2 separate regions of the Mus musculus genome follow, and region 1 is linked to region 2. Evidence: chromatin contacts called from public Hi-C data. All regions are on one chromosome and are shown on one strand. Each heading gives the region's core, a stretch centred on a gene start, on an enhancer-like site or on the middle of the called end of the contact. The rest is flanking DNA. Distances are from core to core; before and after follow the strand shown. Region 1 has its middle 110 kb from the start of 1700041M19Rik. Region 2 overlaps Nrip1 (nuclear receptor interacting protein 1).

Evidence for each region. A called contact is a pair of places that touch in the nucleus more often than the background predicts.
Region 1: a contact with region 2 is called in a Hi-C map of uterus, with 6 times the contacts expected there. The contact joins two enhancer-like sites.

Annotation. Positions count from the first base shown.
Region 1 is chr16:76,895,159-76,897,858 of GRCm38.p6, forward strand. No RefSeq gene overlaps it. Among named protein-coding and RNA genes, the nearest start is that of 1700041M19Rik, 110 kb to the right of the region's middle. Within about 2 kb of position 1,328, at least 8 of the 459 cell types and tissues checked have an H3K27ac peak or open chromatin away from gene starts, as enhancers often do. A contact at or near this core is called in uterus, where this site is marked.
Region 2 is chr16:76,320,339-76,323,038 of GRCm38.p6, forward strand. All of the region lies in intron 3 of Nrip1 (nuclear receptor interacting protein 1), which reads right to left. Among named protein-coding and RNA genes, the nearest start is that of Gm30569, 21 kb to the left of the region's middle. Within about 2 kb of position 1,418, at least 78 of the 459 cell types and tissues checked have an H3K27ac peak or open chromatin away from gene starts, as enhancers often do. A contact at or near this core is called in uterus, where this site is marked.

The sequences.
Region 1 (2,700 bases), core at 78-2,577, 570 kb after region 2:
TAGTTTTCCCCTCTGATTCTGAATGTCCGTGCCTTTCTCATCTGAAACAGAATCATGATCAGACTTCCCACTTCTTCATCTTTTCATTTCTCAGCCTCCCATACCAAATAATTTTATTGCTAATCTGCCCTTCTATAGAAGACATGAATCCGAAGGTAGGTAAGAGACTAACTTTTTCTCCCCAGCAAAACCCACTTGTCAAAATGAACTCCAAGTCTATTAGACGCCAGACTGTCTCCCTCATGTCCTCCTCTGTCCCAACTCTTTCTTTTATTTTAGACTTAAAATAAGGATAAATTGCTTTTAACATTTTGGGACCACAGTGTATGAGTGAATCCCAACCAACCCCAATAGCTTTGCCTCCGCCTCCAAACTGAGTCTGTCAGTAACTTCCTGGAGCCTTGGGCTTGGTTTTGTTGTTGTTGTTGTTTTGTTTTGTTTTTGTTTTTCCTTAGTTTTACTTAAAGGATCTAAAATTCAAGTGCTCAAGTTAGCATTTTGAAAAGATCTATGAATTTTTACATTGTAAAGGAGCTGCCTGCCTATTGCTCCAAACCACAGTGGTTTCAAACACAGCCTCTGCTGGAGAATTTGGTCAGCTACCTATTCCCTAAGCCCCACTTCCCACACATTTCCCCACGCCCAGGGAGAACTCTTAGGTCTAGAGGCTACAGGGATTATCCATTCAGACTGTCAAAAATAACTGCAACAAAGAATGGTTCTGCATGGTCAAAAGTCCTGCTCAGGTGGGGGAATTGCATCATCTGGGCTCCATCCACCCAGGAGCAGTAATTGTGTGTGTGCTTGTGCTCATCTGGGAACAGCAGCTCGGTGTACCGTGTGGTTAGTGACTTACCGGCTTACCAACACTTGGCCTTGTGTTCCCTGTATTGGATTGAAGTTAACTGTCCAGTTACATAATCCGTTCTAGTTTTCATTTCATTAGATCTCTAGTACAATAGATGTCTTCTGTGAGTTCCTCCCAATTAGCATTTCATAGCATTTCATTACTAAAAGGCAAGATCTTTACCCTACCACCTTTAAAAAAAGGCTCAGTGGCTTAGAGCTTTTTTTTTATTATTTTTAAGAGAGAGAGAACACAAACTTTAGATCATTAACCTGTTCTTGCTTGTTGTTTGACATTTCAAATGTGTTGCTCTCTTGCTAATAACTCTTCCCAAAGTGCACAGGAGGAGAATGCACTCTTTCGGATGCTCCGGCACAGCAGCACTTTAGCTAACAGACAATAATAAATCCGGACTGACAGGGAGTGCTGACCGCGGCGCATTCTGTGGTGAGAATGGGCCGGACTTGCAGCTTCCCATTAAATTAATGAGAAGCCTGGGCCTCTTTGACCAGCAGGAGAGAGCAACAGAACTGAGGCTCTGAACGCGGTCCTACGTGCTGGGAAGGGAAGCAAGGGGAAAGGGCAACCACTTCAGTTAAGCGCTTGGCTTTGACAGGCTTCTCCTCCACGCGCTCCAGGGTTCTCCCAACTTTTAGGAATGGTTGCAACTAACATAGCCTGTTGGAGTATTTTAGGTTATCTCTACCGTCGTTTCTTAAATAAACAAGAAATTCAAAGACCAGGAGTCCGTGCAGGTCTCTAAAACTGTCTGCCGAAAGCATGCTCTTAGTTTGGACTGCTGGAAAGGATTTTCATGTTTGGTTTGTTTGCTTTTTGGCTCACTTACGTCTTAATCTGCTTTATATGGGGAGACACACCACTTATTTAAAGGTTAAAATTTTAAATAAAACTTGGAACCTACTTTGAAGTTTATCTTGAGTTACTGAATGTCAAAGAGTTAGCCAAGATGTACTGGGAACAATTTGAATGGCCTGGAACATGTCATTTAGTCTTCCAAGGGCTCACCTTTCCACTTGTAAAAGATTAATATTACACACACACACACACACACACATATATATATATATATAATATAGGACATATATAATCCAATATAGGATTAATATCATATATAATATTATATAATTAATATTTTATATATTATATAGGAATGTATATTATATATAATATTATATATATTATACACACACAATATGTGTGTGTATGTGTGTGTGTGTGTTTGGGTTATGTGTGTGCATATGCATATATAATATGAATGTATAAGCATGTAATGTATATATATATGATGTAATATATATGTATGCATACAAATGTATGTATTCTGCTCTCCTTAACAACAAATGCAGATGTGCTTCCTAGAATTCATGATTTCTTGGGCACAGATCTTTCTGTACAAACGGGACTAGCGCCCTACCTGTTGTACCCTCCTGTGGTAGACCAGGCCGGTTCTAACTCAGAGGTTAGGGATCCAGCCCATGCTGAGATGTTTTTCCCACTGCTGCTCTGACCATCCTTCTCCTTGCTTGACACGTCACCTGGTTAACAGGCGTTGGTCATTGAGCCCTGACACAGCTTAGGTGATATTTGACCTTTTTTAGTCTATAATTCATTCTTGGAATTTTCCACTAAAAAAATCCTTACATATTACTATGAAATCTTTCATTTCCTATATTTTAAAAAAATATAGGAGACATATTCTCACAGCTTTTTCCATCTAATAATGTATTTTCTAATCTTCAGTATGCCTTGGATTTTCTCTCAGAAGATGGAAGCTTAAAAAAAAGGTTAAAGACGGAAGACAATACTCAAGTTCGGATGCAAGTGTTTGTTTA
Region 2 (2,700 bases), core at 168-2,667:
TCTTGGCAAACCTGAAATCCTTTTCGATATCTGTACCTAAAACTATGTGTCTTGATGTAAGAGTCCTTTTTCTTTTCATGGACTCAAAACAAATGTTTCTTGACAGGAAGAAAATCCCTCCCAAGAACAGGTCTAGTAAATTCTAGGTAGTTCTTATACAATCTACTGTGTTATCCACTCCAACTTAAAAATGTTAAGTGTAGCTTACAGAATCCAAACTACCTGTTAAAATACTCACACTGAAACTACTATACATCTTTACACACTAGTTGGCCAGATTCCCATTAGCTCCTATTTGCAGAAAAGCAATGGGGTCTGAATTCTGAGGAAATTCTTCTGCCAATATCATCAAACTCAAATCAAGTTTCTCGGCCCAAATGTGATTTTCTCTCACATAAAGAAATAACAATTTTAATGGTTTATATCTAATACCTATAAATATAACAATCATAAAATTAATTAATCTTTCATTATTGGGCCCCAGGGTCATGCATGAAGTCCAAGCAGAAGACATTGACTCTCCTGGAGTCTATCTCATTGAGCTACTGGCCCACAGCAGAGCAAACCCAACATGGCTGTGAAGTATTCATGGGTCTGGTGTTATTAGCCTTAGCATGTCAACTGCCCTCAGAAACAAATTTTGGAAGGTCCATTTTAAATCCGTGTCAATTCTTGGAAACTTGAAAGACCTGATCTGGATCCGCTGTTGATTTGAAAGAAACAGGGGCTAATGAGTTCAGTGAGGCATCTCCATCGGAAGTGGGTGTGTCAGGGGGGAGAGAGAGAAGGTATCAGGCCCTACGCACCTCCCTCCTATACAGTATAAATGAATCACAGCCGCCAGAGGGTCAGCCCTAGTTCTTCCAGCCATTTGATAAAATTTCCAGGAGCCGTGTCTCCGAGAGAAAACTCCATTAAAAGTTTATCTCAGGATTACATTTATAAATTATGTTTTGTCTCAAAACATAAACCAGACTCTTGGACAAATTTTCCTTATTTTAGAGTGCAACCCCGCAATGTCAGACATGGAGAATGCAAAGAAAGGGCAAGGAGATGGGGAGGAAGGAGTTAATGCCTTTAGAATTCGGTTTCCATCATACATGGGTGACTATCTCTTTAAATAATTTAAATCCTCTCCATCAACTACAAAGCTGTTTTGAAGCCATTTAGCTTTCTTCTTTACATGTGTTCTAATTAAGAAATGACCTTGTCATCACGCACACCAGAAATCCGGGATTATTTCCTACAGCAAAAAATTCACAAAGCCTCCCCCCCCCCCAAAAAAAAAAGAGAGTAGAGGTGGGGGGAGGGGAGAGAGACTTCTTCCCCAGTTCCCTCACTGAGGAAGTTGTTGGTTGGCTGAATGCTGAAGCAGTTCCACCGCATAATTTTTTTTCTGTTGTTGTTGAATGTCACAGGGCGGGTTAGAGTGACCTTGAGCTGCATCAGCGGCTCAGCAAGGGTCGAGATGCCTGCAGGCGCCCTTGTACTGGATTTGCAAGACAAAAACCTTCAAACTGGCTGAAGGACATCTTAAATCTCTTCAAAGGTTTCCCGAACTAATCTGGGCTGCTCTTAGCAGGATCAGCGCCAGTATGAGAAGCAAAATTAAAAACAAGGTCTTTGACAGGATGCTGTCTCCTCTTAACCCTTCCAGAGCAGAACAGAAGACGTTACAAGCACTCTGGAGAGATGGCTTACCTAGAAGCACTCTTTCATAACAAATTATGTAAGCAAGAAATCACAAAAAGAAGGGAGGGGGGAACTATTAGTCCTCAAAAGTAAACATTCCTTCCGTTTTATTTATAATGAATTCAAGCTGGGTATTTTTTTTTTCCTTGACTATACTTTAGTGTCATGGTGATAAACCTGAAAACTACAGCTATATCTTAGATTTGCAGCACTGTAAAAATCAAATCACTCCATCGACACGAATCTAGGACTTTCAGTGTTTGAAAAATAAGCTCTGGGCTGGTTAAATCGAAGACCAGGTACGATTGCATATACCTTGCTAAAGTGACAATCAAATAGTATCATGTGACTAGAAACAGACCTGAGAAGGACCTGAGAAGAACCTGGTAAAGCTAGCTCAGTGCTGTTTGCTGGGAGAGGCAAACGTGCCCTTTTCCACACTGTTCTCAGCATCTCCATCCATGTATAGGCCAAAAGAGAAAGAAGAGCGAGGCAGTTGAGGCTTCCTTGCTATGGTTTGAGTGTGACACCCCCAGACTTATGTGTTAGAGCCTGCATCCTCAATTTCATCCACTAATGGTACTAACGGGATGGAATGATGTCATAAAGGTGTGGCCCCTATAAAGGAAGAAATTAGCACTTAGAATGGCAGGTCTCTGAGTGCTCTCACTGCGCAGTATCCCCTGCTATCCAGTGATTCTTAGGATGTACCATGCAGCCTTCACCAGACACCAAGCAAATGACTGCACAGTGCTCCCAGACTGCTCAGTACCGAGAAACATGCATTCCTCTTCCGGTACTCAGCCTTGGGTATATTGTTAGAGCAGCAGAAAACAGACTAAAGAGAGGTAAATGTTTGGCCTTTCCCAAAGCAGGGCCTTTGGATTTCAATGCAGGAGCTATAGTAGGCAAGTTTGAAAATAATTATTCTAAAACCAAACAATACAAAATGATAAAAACAAAAACAAAATAACAGAGTGGGGCACAGTAGTGCACACCTTTGATCCC